3 separate regions of the Mus musculus genome follow, and all the other regions are linked to region 1. The links are chromatin contacts, called in public Hi-C and promoter capture Hi-C maps. All regions are on one chromosome and are shown on one strand. Each heading gives the region's core, a stretch centred on a gene start, on an enhancer-like site or on the middle of the called end of the contact. The rest is flanking DNA. Distances are from core to core; before and after follow the strand shown.

The links. Promoter capture Hi-C pulls out the DNA fragments that hold promoters and counts their contacts. Hi-C and Micro-C count contacts between places; a contact is called where the count stands out from the background.
Region 2: a Hi-C map of cortical neurons shows a contact between it and region 1, with 3 times the contacts expected there. The contact joins the enhancer-like site here to the promoter of Slc38a11 in region 1. A contact is called at or near these places in 2 of 39 promoter capture datasets (pre-B cells and stem cell-derived epiblast-like cells), 1 of 484 Hi-C or Micro-C datasets (cortical neurons), 2 of 115 datasets of contacts at active chromatin or transcription factors (both in embryonic stem cells) and 2 of 9 other capture datasets (adipose tissue and pancreatic islet).
Region 3: a promoter capture Hi-C map of hippocampal neurons shows a contact between it and region 1, with 3 times the contacts expected there. The contact joins the enhancer-like site here to the promoter of Slc38a11 in region 1. A contact is called at or near these places in 9 of 39 promoter capture datasets (the 3T3-L1 cell line, the C10 cell line, frontonasal cranial neural crest and 3 more), 1 of 484 Hi-C or Micro-C datasets (the 3T3-L1 cell line) and 3 of 9 other capture datasets (adipose tissue, liver and macrophages).

The regions. Positions count from the first base shown.
Region 1 is chr2:65,362,090-65,366,399 of GRCm38.p6, reverse strand. Slc38a11 (solute carrier family 38, member 11) reads left to right here and starts at 2,374. Exons shown (of 12, transcript NM_177074.2): 1 at 2,374-2,519; 2 at 2,933-3,053. The coding sequence starts at 2,481. It overlaps Mir6337 (microRNA 6337), which reads left to right and starts at 2,000; the gene lies at 2,000-2,104.
Region 2 is chr2:65,683,210-65,687,372 of GRCm38.p6, reverse strand. It overlaps Scn2a (sodium channel, voltage-gated, type II, alpha), which reads right to left. Exons shown (of 27, transcript NM_001346679.2): 7 at 3,430-3,702; 8 at 526-589. Among named protein-coding and RNA genes, the nearest start is that of Scn2a, 65 kb to the right of the region's middle. Within about 2 kb of position 2,047, at least 10 of the 459 cell types and tissues checked have an H3K27ac peak or open chromatin away from gene starts, as enhancers often do. A contact at or near this core is called in cortical neurons, where this site is marked.
Region 3 is chr2:64,963,431-64,967,593 of GRCm38.p6, reverse strand. All of the region lies in intron 2 of Grb14 (growth factor receptor bound protein 14), which reads left to right. Among named protein-coding and RNA genes, the nearest start is that of Grb14, 57 kb to the left of the region's middle. Within about 2 kb of position 1,898, at least 22 of the 459 cell types and tissues checked have an H3K27ac peak or open chromatin away from gene starts, as enhancers often do. A contact at or near this core is called in hippocampal neurons and liver, where this site is marked.

The sequences.
Region 1 (4,310 bases), core at 1,125-3,624:
TATGGACATATTTTAAAACTCACATACTCTATGTTCTCCAATAGAAAAATAAATAAATACACAGATAAGCACACACAGTTTTCTTTATCATAAGGTTATCTCTGAAGCAGAAATAAGGCAACTTACAAAACTATCTGTACTTTATTTTTTGTTTTCTGTTCCTTTACATTTTTAGTTATTGTGAGGGAGGAGGGATACAGCAAACAAGCATGCGCATCAGGGTATTCTTGGGGAAGCCAGAGAACATTTTTCTTGAGTCATTTCTCTCTTTCAACCACAGATTTGTAGTAACAGAATGCAGACCACCAGGCTCCTGTGGCAAGCACTTGTACTGATGGAGCCATCCTGCAGTCCCTCCACTCTATTTTTACATGAGTTTTTAAGTTAGCACACAAAGTAACGGCTTTGTGGTACCATGTCTTTATGTCAGTCTATTTCATTTTCTTTATCCTGTTCTCCACTGCCCTTCCCCCCTCCCTCTGGCTATCCATTTTCTTTTCCTCTTCATTTCATGCTTTTTAAAAATGAAAATTTTCTTTTTGAAGAGTTAAGTTTTACAAAAACATTTCAGTTTATAATCCTGATTGTTTGTGGTACCTGTGGTAAAATTAATTGCAAGCTAAACTTAGAATTGATAATCTTAGAACGTCATACCTTTCTTGTTAATGAATACAGGATATCTGTCTACTAATACCTTATTCAGTATCCCTTGATTGTCGTGATTTTCTCTGAAGAGATTAAATACAATTGTGTACTTTGCTGCGCTTATTACTAAAGATTTGTATACTTAGTACTATACTGAATAGCTATTCACTGATAGTATTATATTCTTTCAAATTGTATCTGATTGTTAATTATTGTGGTACAGAAATTCGCATATATTTAAGCTAGTATCATATCTTGTCATCTCTCTGTGTTCTTTTATTAAATCAAATATTTTCTCTAATTCTGTAAGTTGAAAAAAAAAACATTACAGTGTTGAATGTGGTTTACAATATTATAGACCATTAATGCTGTTTGTGTGTGTGTAACTTATGGTTACAAATAAATTCTTACGAATGATAGATGGAAAAATATTGATAATTTCATGAACTGGTTGATTCTAGAGCTGTGAGGATCAAGGAAAGAGAAGTTGGTGGTGTTTCTACTGTAACTCTGAGTGTTCATTTTTACAAACGGAAAAGCAAGGGGCAAATGTTGAAACTTCTTCAATTAATGGTACAGAGTAGTGGAGGATTTTTAAATAGCTCTAGTTTTTTCTAACCTTTTATCTTTCTTTTGCATGCTGTGTAGGTGTGTGTGGATGCCTATTTGTGCATGAGTGATGGCTCCGGAGTGAGGTGGATCCCTGTTTCATTCACTGGGGAAGGCATGTCTCACTTTAACCCAAAGTTTGCCCATCAGCAACCTTAGCTGTCCAGCTTGCCCTGGCAGTCAAGGGGTTTGGAGAACCCAAACTCTGGTCTCCATGCTTTCATGCCAAGGTGCCTGAGAAGTCACCTCCCCACGACCCAGTTTGTTTGTTTTCTTTATATATTAAAACTTTTTTTTCATATTTAAATAGTCACGAAAAATAAATAAATAAATAAATAAAATAAATAAATAAATAATATAAAGAACCTCTCCGTTTCGTTAGCATCTATGGATTATTATTTTCTTGCCCCAGAGGACGTTCTCTGCCCATCTTCCGGTCTGTTTCATCCTGTTTAACACAAAATGACAAATAGAAATTTTCATTTAAGGTTCTTCCTAGCCTAGGTATTCTAGGGACCCTCCCTTTGTTGGCCCCTGCATGTCCCTTTTCCTTTTTAAAGGATCATTACCTGAATCCGCAGTATCAATCTATCGCGCCTTTCTCTTAATTTTTCCTTCTCCGAAATTTCCAGGGCCTCTTTGACTAAGGCATGCACAGCAAACAATCTGGCTAAAGCCCCCAAGTAGTATTTTGCTTTCTGATGATTTCTTTATGAGGCTTCCAAATTCTACTTAATATAAAAGTTCTAACATTTCACAGTCCTTTTCTATCCAAGAAGAGGTGTAGGGGGAGGAACACCCTGTAAACAATGTCACTCTGTGGAGATGAGGGCTGCTGGGTTGCTAGGTTCTTAGCTGGCTTCAGACTCTGGCATAGGAACAGAGAGAGAAGCAAGGGAAAACGCACGCTGTGGGAGGAACAGGTTGTACCTTTGCAGTTTTAGATAGAGAGATCAGTGCGGTGCGCCCTGAGTGAGGGGAGTCTGAGCTACAGGGTTAGAAATGTCCAGCATCCTCACCCGCAGCAGCGAGCAGGGTGCACCCGCCCCGCCCCGTGAAGGCGGAGACCTCTGAGCTGCAGCCTAGTGCCCAGCGTACCCAGGGACCCGCTGCACCGGCTCCTTCCATCTCGCTGGCGAACTTAAGCGGGCAAAACCTGCAGGGGAGTTTGGCCTGGTGGGAGCCTGCTTCCCAGCCTCAGAACCTGCCCTTGCGCAGATGCAGACATGAGCTATCAGCAGCCACAGCTGAGCGGTCCTCTGCAGGTAAAACTGGCAACAAGGGCAAGAGCTCAACATCCTCCTTAAGTTTAATGCTGGGGTCTTGGTTTGGCAAAAAGGGATAGATCTGACTTAATCTGACCTACACCGATTTGGCAAACACTTTTCAATAACACCAATAACCTCTTTAATTTCATAAAACCGTGTGGTTGACTCCTAACAGACTCTGGAGTTGGGTCAAAGCAGTTGGGCAGCCTCAACATGGAGACTTGTGAAGACTTAAGGATAGACTTTAAGTTCTTTTGGATTGCTGGCCATTCTTGTTTTCCCTCCTTATTGATGTATTATTAACACTATAGGCATAACTTGATGTCATTACTATGTTTGAATCCTGCGTTGCTTATTTATCTGACTTTTTTTTCGAACTAGTAAAATCGTTATTTTATCTATTAAAATAGAGAGAGACAGACTCGAGTGACAGAGAAAGCCTGATCTCCGGACATGAACACGGAGGGAAATCTAGTCAGTCTGCCGCTGTTTTCAATGTAGTCAATTCTGTTATAGGATCTGGGATAATAGGTAAGCCACCCGTGTCTGCTTGGTTCTGTTTATGAAGTATAAAGACAAGCTTTTCAAAGTGTTATTATGATGCTAGCATTCAGTAAAACTTCAATGGGGTTTTCTTCCACAAAAGCTTTTATATTTTTTTCCATCATAGTAATGATCTGTCCTCTTTATGCGGAAATTGCACTGTTTCCCCCCCCCCACATCAGACAATAGCATCCTCCAGTTGGGGAGAGGCTACACAGGGGCCGGGGAAAATGGGCTTTTCATAGATTAACTGGTCAGTGGATCATGTCAACTAATGCATTTGTTTCTTCTTTCTGAAGCAGACTGTATTACAAAAACCATCTTAGTGTCAGTGTGAAACTTGCAGATTCCTGCGTATATTATGTGTACAAAAGCTTAATGGGAGACTTTTAAGAATCCTATGAAAATTAAACTAGATAATATCTCCTTGTGCACCTATATGATCTTAAATTTAAAATATGAGCTTATGAAATACTGTTTACATCTAGTTATTAATAGAATTCATTTACAGCAGTGCTTACAATTGGTAAGAATAGCCCCTGTTATCCCAACAAATTAGAAGCAAGGGAAAGCTTCTATAAAAGTAAAAACTTTAAAAGCTATTGCATTCCATTAATAGAAGCAGTATTTTCCAGTGTTTATTATTGTTTTTATAGCTGGAGACATTCCATTTCAGAAAAGGCAAGGAAAACAAGAGCCTATCTATTGCAATACCCACCAAATATGTAGCTGTTTAACTATAAAATTTCCAGATTTTAATTTACTTAAAAGTATGAGTTTATCAAATGGATTGTTTTTATTTTTATTTATTTCTTATTTCATTTTATGTGTGTGTATAGGTGTTTTGACTGCATATATATATACCACAGGTATGCCTGGGGCCCACAGAGGTCAGTAGAGGGTGTCTGATAACCTGGAACAGAAGTTCCAGGATGGATGTGAGTCACCATGTGGGTGCTGGAAAATAGGTATATGGTAAGAGCAACAAGCACTCTTAACTGCTGAGCCATCCCTCCAGCCCTGAGTTAATTTCCTTTTTTTTCTTTTTTTCCACAAGATGCTGTGATTTCTGGCTTCACATTAATCCATATACACATTTTTTTAAAAATGAACAATAACTTGGAGGTTCCTGAGGTAAAGCAGGAGCAAGCAGGGACACATGCTTGTCTAAAACCCTGTCTCCGTGTATCACGGGAGTATGAACCGTTCAACCTGACAGAATTCTAGAATTCCTGATGGGAAAAC
Region 2 (4,163 bases), core at 798-3,297, 320 kb before region 1:
AACATATTTAATCAGTGGAATTATTACAGTGACAGTTTGTACATGGGAAAAACACAGGGCAAGCCAAATGACTAAGTATGGTAGAGTCAGAATTTGAATGTATGAGGAAACTCCAGTCTATTTTATGTACTTTGCTTTGCTGAAATATGGTAGGCAGATTGTCACCTTGTGTTTCAAGGTGACACGACCTTCATGGATTTTTTTTTTTAAGCCATGGAGATAGGATTAGCTTAAATAAATAATCACACTTTCTGGTCTGTGATTATGAATTCTAATGCATCGACTCTGAGTGTCTATTTTCCAGTGTGCTAATTTAGAAGATTAGATGTGACCTAGTATGGAACAATAATTGCTGCTTCTCTGTGTGTGAAGGAGGTGAGAATCCACACGTATCCTGGCTATTCTGTGAGTCAGCATGAAGGATAATTTTTAGAGGAGTTTGAATGGGGACTGAGTAGGGACCAGGTGTGCAGTATGTGGCAGATTACAGAGGTCGACTGAGTGTCAAACAGAGATACAACTTACCCAGCATCCGAGCTGTTACCACAAAGCAGAGCATCGTTTTGTCCTTCCAAAAAATAAAAGTGACCTATGTAAAGAGCAAAAAATACTCATTAAAAGGTTTTAAATTCGATCATTGGGTTGAGGTAAAGATGCTTATAAATGTGTTTAGCTGTGATAAAAAGTAGATAAAATGATTGAAAGTCATGGCTAAATGGACATCCCCCCCCCCTGCCTCCTTAGGAACTATCAAACAACTATAAATGGTACTTTGCTTAAATAATGTTTAGAAAAATTAATTTAGAAAGAAACTTTTCCAGAAGCAATAATAAGAACAATAATAATAATATTAATAATAAAATAGCATTTTCAGGTCAGTATTTATTACAAACACAAACTCAAACTGCTGAGGGAAGGCTTCAAGAGAAAGCCATGGCATTGAGTCAGCTTGCTTGGCCCAGCATGCGAGCAAGGCAAGGCTTCTTTCTCAGTGCATACTTTTCACCTAGACTCGATATAGATGTAGATTTTTTTCTGCCAATTTTTATTTAATTTCACATGAGAAGTGGGCTTTAGTGTTTGTTTCCCTCCTTATAATATTTGCTTGTTTGTTTGCTTGCTTGTTTGCTTAACTTCTGTCTTTGAAATGAACAAAACACATTTTTTTTTAGCTTGGAAAACTGTAAGCTGTCTAAATACATGCAACTTGTTATTCTTAAGGTATGAAATATATAATTTTAGGGCATTGCAAAAATGCTCTCAGGAACTAAACACACATAAACAAACACACACACAGTCATACTCATACACTCACACACATACCCCTTAAAATTTGCTCTGTTGATACTTAAGAATACATAAGCCCTGCATTCCAGGATTGTATGAATAGATTATGTAGGAAAATCTAGGTCATAATTTTACAAACTATTTTTAGTCCTTTACGTGAAACTGTAAAAGTCGAGATTGTGATGAGTTTAAAGGCATGCCTACTAACACACTACCAAAACCACATGTGGCTGGTGTAGAGGCCAAATGTTTAGATGTTCATTTTACTCCTCTTAATAAGGAGCATTTTAGAAACACAAAAACAGGAAAAAAATGTGCAAACGATACTGATGATTTGGTTGCCTGAAAAATTAGAGGTGTGAGATCCCCAAACAAGCACTAAGATGAAAAATAAGCTGGAAAATAAACCTGCCAAGATAAAAGACAATCGCTAATAAATAGTCAATATGGCTTCCTTCAAAATGTTACTACCTGGTAAAACAAGGAGTAAGAATAGCAACAGATAAGGCATGTGGTAGGAAATGTATAATGTATCACTGATGCCTGAAAACATACTTTAAACTTCTCCAAATTACCAATTAAGGAATATAGAAAAGAAGAGTTAATTTTGTTTTCCTTTACCAAAAAAAGATTTTGAAATGTGATAAATATCTCTATTCATCATATTTCAGTGAGTTGAGCGTGGCTTTGAGGGGAATCTCTGAAGGGGTGTGTGTCCTCTTAGGAGAGCAATTGGACGCTATGTCTCTGCAGTCTGAGCCACAATCAACCCCTCCCACTGAAGCCCTAAAAATAGAAACCCATCTGTAGCCGTACAGAAGCAGAGAAAAGATTTATGAGCAAAAAGCTCTTCATTGTCAATTATATTATTAGTAAGTAGAAAACCTCAAAATTATTGGGGCTGTTAGATTTTTCTCATTTTTTTCCTAATGAGTCTTTTCAAGTAAAACCTTTGTAAGAATGTAAACATTGTAAATTTAGTATCAAGTGAGCTATGACAAAAATCTCATATTCTTCTAAAAAAATGTGCAGAACTTGAAGGTGTCTCAGAGTAAACAACCCCATTGAGTATAGGTGATCAAGAGATAGCGGTAGTTGGCTAATCTTGCAGTACATGGAGAAGGAGCGTTGGTGATCAGGTGACAGAGGTGCTGGCTTCAATAAGCTGAAGAGTAACGTAACAGTAACATATTCTCATATCCGTGTCTCAAGTAAAATCAAATGGTAATGATAACTCTAATACCAAGCCTCATGTGAAGGGATAAACATTACCTTTTCAATAAGCACGCGGATAAATCGTATTTGCTTAGCTTTCTGATCAGTATACAAGTTTATACTCACCTTGGAAAATGTTTTCTCTATTCAGATAGGTCATATGGACTGAGTCAACCAAGGGGGATCAAATCATTTCGTCATATGTAGCCCAGGCTACCCTTGGATACATTCGTACCCGAGGATTACCTTGAACTTCTGGCCTTTTTAATATTTATTTATTTGTTTATTTATTATGTAGATGGCATTCTGTTTGCATGTATGTGTGTAGGCCAGAAGAGGGCATCAGATCTAATTATACATGGTTATGAGCCACCATACAGTGCTGAGAATTGATCTCAGGACCTCTGGAAGAGCAGACAGTGCTCTTAATTTCTGAGTCATGTCTCCAGCCCTACATCTAATTTTTAAAGGCTGGCATTATTGGTGTAATTGCCGTTATACTTGTAACATTGCTGTGTGTGTCTGTTTATGCTGTGCTAGGGGTTGGACTCCATGCTTCAGCTATTTTTCCAGCCTGTCTCCCCATTGTCCTAACAATCCACTGAAGCATAGTGCACTGAATGAGTTTAACCACTGTCTTATTAAGATGTTTGAAAACTTCTGGCCAAGGCCTCCACAATACACACTTTTGATATAGAGGATGATGTGGGATGACTTTTAACTCTGGTTTAGGAATAGATCATGCACGTTGAAATGGCTACTTTCATCATGCCACTTGTTAGATAAAGAAAAAGGAATGAAAATGTATGCTATTCTTAGTCCATGTATGAAGTTATAGTAAATTAGCCTAAAATTTTTTTTCTACCACATTCCATTTTTAATATTTTAAGAACCAAATAACTTAATGCCTACAAGAGTATATCTTACTTTTATCTTCAATATATTCATCCCAGTTAAACATGTTCATTGTCCTATTGAAGGCAGTACCATTCCAATCCAATGAGTTATTAAAGAAGGAAGTGATGTTTATTTCAAAGGTAGAATTGTCTGGGGGCCACTGCAAGCATTTATTCCTCAGGTTGCCCATGAAGAGCTGCAGCCCGATGAGAGCAAAGACACTCAGACAGAACACAGTGAGTATCATGACGTCAGACAGCTTCTTCACCGACTGGATCAGGGCCCCCACGATGGTCTTCAGGCCTACAAATAAAACCAGAGAGAGGAAGTCTTCACTTACAATTCAGCAGAGAACTTATCAACAAAAATATCATGAGCTTGTCCTGAAAAATATAAATGTCATGCAGAATGCCAACAGTATTAGTTTAATGTTTGGGAGATGAATAAAAATTTCACGAAAAGCCTGCTAGCTGGTTGAAATGAATGGAAACTTACATTAGAAAACCAAATGGAAATGAACCGAATGTATTTTCACACATACACACACACCTTAAAGCAAAAGAAATGACTGTGTTACTCATGCTTGACGATCAACCTGATGTAAACAGTTTGCTTTTATTTGCAGATGTCTTACTCTCTAACCCCCATCATGGTTTGGTTTTATTTTTGAAAACTCTGTATCAGTAGAGGAGGACGGAGAAATCTTGCAACCACTGAATTCCAAGGGTATAGCTTTGTCTGCACTTTGAAAACTTGAGAATGGG
Region 3 (4,163 bases), core at 649-3,148, 400 kb after region 1:
ACTATTAGTATTTCTCAACATTATTGTTTTTCTTTATTCTTCTTAGAGTTTTATCCCTTAGGGTGAAAAGCCACAGTCCCAGGACTTTTCATTATTTTTATCCAGCTCTAACTTGTGGCTTTTGGCAAGATGGAAGACTTTCTGCCATCCTCATAGACCAGTAGAAATCAAAGGAAGAAAAGAAAAAAAAAATCAAAGGAGCTGTGATCTGCTTAGCACTGAGTCCAGACTCTTTTTAATCTTTGTAAGAACCTCCCAAGGCTGCTGGTCAAACCCATTTTGGGCGAGGAAGATTGGTTGGAGAAAGGCCATCCTCAAAGCTCCTGCTAATAAATGGCAGAGTGCAGGGTTGTAGGCTAGGCCTGTCTTCTCAGAAAGAAAACTTTCGTAGAACAATGGGAGCTCACGTGCTGCATGCCCCAGCTGAGGAATACATACCACATGGCCAAGCTCCTCAAAACAGCCTGGGCACACATACTATACATCCCTGCTCTGCACAGCATTCTGGATAGACACTGTGCAGCCTGCTTTATGGAACATCCTGTGTGTGGCCCTGTTCCACAGTGCAGCCTGGGCACAGACTGCATGGCCTGCTCTACAGAACAGCTGTGTTACTTTCTTCTCTTACCTGTATGCTTCACGTGGAACAATTCTCACCTCTTTTGCCAATCTACTTTTACCCGCTGACTTGGCGTTCCTTGCCGTGTCCTCAGCCTTACTTCTAAGTCAGTGACTAAGCTAACCTGAGAATATACTGGGGCTATAAGGATATCTTAGGACCTACTCACCATAGATGATTTTCCTTTAGAATTCACAATATGATTACTATGCAACATACAACACTGAGTGCTGTTAGCTCTTCATACATTTTAAAGTATGAGAAGTTGAAGATTTAGAAGATGTTCTCCTGAAGTTCCCCACCAGTCTGACCCAGATCAGATTCCAGTATTCTCAGCACTGTAGACACCTGGGCTGTAACTCCATGGGAACAGGCACCGAGCCTCACGTTATTTTGTAAACCACAATGCCTGGTCCATGCCTGGCACACAAGGCTGATTAAAAATAGCTGGAGTGATGGCCAGTCTCAGACTCCTGCTCGGGACTGTCTGAAGGGCTGGCTTTCTTGGCGGCGCCCCAGTCGCCTGAGCCAGAATTTAAAAATAATAATCTCTTGTTGGCAAAGAAAGAAGTAGGGCTTTTGGTAATTTCAGATGCTACTTCCCTCTGAAAATGTAAAGATTTCCACCCTGGTAAAGTATTAAAAATGTTCAGCCTTCAGACAGTCCCCCCCCCCAAAAAAAAGACATTAAAATAGTATTTGGTAATCATAACATTTTCAGAAAGTTACTAAAGCCCCATGACCTGTCCTGTGTCTCTGTACTTTGGAAAATATCGACAGGAGTTTCTGAAATTAAATTAACTCTAGCAGCCAAATTAATTTTTGAAGAGAAATTTTGATATCAGTATTCTAAATCACAGGATCTGAGAAATATTTTCTCTTTCTCTAACACACATGTATATTTATGCCTGTATATATGTTCACAGGATATTTTCTCAATGTTAATATAGAAGCAACTAATCTTAAACGTCCAACTGTTCAGAAATTTAAAAAATCTACTTTGATACAAGATTATAAATATATCAAGAAGGAACTTCATGCAATTAACAGTCTTTTGGTTTCTGTCAGTATACATATTTGCTTTTTTGTTTTACATTTATTTATTTACTATCTATGTGTGTTCGGGGTAGTGTGGACATCTTTGAGGAGGTGAGAGAATAACTTGTGGAAGTCAGTTTCCTTCTTCCTCTCTTTGGCACCCACTGTATGTCCCCACAGGATTCATTTAAAGATGCAGCCTTGGCAGCAAGCTGAGCCATTGCCCCAGACAGAAAAATCTATCTGGGGTCTGTATTAGTACCAACTCAGAATAAAGCCTCCCTCTGCTGGCTGTTTCTATAGTTGCATGCTTTGTAACATTCAGAAAACAATGAAAACGCAAGCAACTCTTTGGCATTCAAAAACTAGGTGCTTTGTGACATACATCTCATTTATATATTCTGGTGTGATGCTTAGCTTGCTAATCTTTTAAAAGAACGTGTCATGAAGCAGTCGCAGCTTAAAGAGGCATGGACACTGGACTAGCAGTGGGGGAGGAGTTCAGACAGTGTCTAGGTGGAGCCAATACAGGTTCCATGGTTCTGCCAGGGAGCAGGTGCCTGAACAAGTCACTTCTTCCCTCGCCTTGGCTTTCTTCTTTCTGAGATTAGGACCTTTGTCAATTGTTCAGCCTGAATTCTGCTAACTTTTATTATCTTATTATTCTGACAACATTGTGTGTGTGTGTGTGTGCTTTGAATAGGAATATGCACGCTATGGGTTTCACACAGATACATGGGAACGTTTAAAGGAAACAGAATTACAGCCTGGATATAAATTGGTTGTCCTCTAGAACTGTCACAGTATGGGAATGTTAGGATTTGGAAAGTTATTTTTTTCAGAGGTGTGACTTAAAGTCTATAGAGTAATACGTAAACATCACAGGGAGACTGTACATAGCATATACCATTGGCTGTTTGGCACTATATATCACATGATAATGTCATTCAACACACCTCTCATTAAACTCCAACAGACCTTTAATGGTAAAATTCATTTGAGTTTCTGAGACATTAAATTATGGGGAAAAAATTTTAAAGATCAATGAAGACAAATAGTTCCTAACAGTGCATGCGTGGGTGGATGCTGTTTGTCTCCATAAGAGTGTTGCAGCTGGATGCACCATGTCTGCATCCTTTTGTCTGTCTCCTCATCTCTACACTCTTTCCCCTCCTCCCCTCTCCTTTTGTCCTTCTTTCTCACTGTGTGAACTGATTTGAACTTTTTCACTTACACATGTATAGTGGTTATTCTGAGAATAAATGGTTACTTAAAAACTGAAAGGAGACATCAGGATAACATTGTGCCCAACCTAAGCTTAACCAGTGGTTTTCTGCCTTAAGTGTGGTTAAGTGTTTGTTAGCATCTGAGAAGGTTTGTATCATGTAAAGAGGAGTTAACCCTACATGACTACATGTATCTTAAAACACTGACTATTCAGAGACAGGTCTTGGATGACGTCATTGGGAAATTAGCAAGGGATTTTTGACTTGACTCTGTATAATGTACATTGGATTCAAATGCACAGAAATGTGTGTGTGTGTGCACGTGTGCACATATGTGCATGTGCACATAAGTATGTGGGGGTAGCTTAGAATGGAAGCTTATACCTATGTGTGTCCACATATGCACATGTGCACATATGTATATGGGCATAACTTTGGATGGAAGCCTATATATGAGGCAGATTTGCATATGTGGCAATGTGGAATCTCTTTCCAGGTCAACTTTAGGACATGTCCACTAGTGAGACTATAAGGGGCTACTTTTGTCCAGGAATGCAAACTTATTTGAAACATCCCAAATCTTTTCCTATTGCATTCTGGCCCTAGTATGCAGAACTAGACCCCTGGCTACTCAGGTTCTTGAGTCTTGATTTGTTTGCTTTGACCAGGCACTTTTTTAAATGGGATATTTTCTTTATTTACATTTCAAATGTTATTCCCTTTCCCAGTTTTCCCCGATCCTGGAAACCCTCTATCCCATCCTCCCTCCCCCTGCTTCTATGAGGCTGTTCCTCCACCCACCACCCACTCCTACCGTCAATTCCCCTACACTGGAGCATCTATCAAGCCTTCACAGGACCAAGGACCTCTCCTCCCATTGATACATGACAAGGCCATCCTCACATATGCAGCTGGAGCCGTGTATATTCCTTGGTTGAAGGCTTAGTCCCTGGGAGCTTGGGGGGGTGGTTCTGGTTAGTTGATATTGTTGTTCTTCCTATGGGGTTGCAAACCCCTTCAACTCCTTCAGTCCTTTCTCTAACTCCTCTATTGGGGACCCACCCACCGCTCAGTCCAATGGTTGACTGTAAGCATCTGCTTCTGTATTTGTAAGGCTCTGGCAAGGCCTCTCAGGAGACAGCCATATCAGGCTCCTTTCAGCATGCACTTCTTGGCATCCACAATAGTGTCTGGGTTTGGTTACTGTATATGGGATGAGTCCCCAGGTGGGACAGTCTCTGGATGACCTTTCCTTCAGTCTCTGCTCCACACTTTATCTC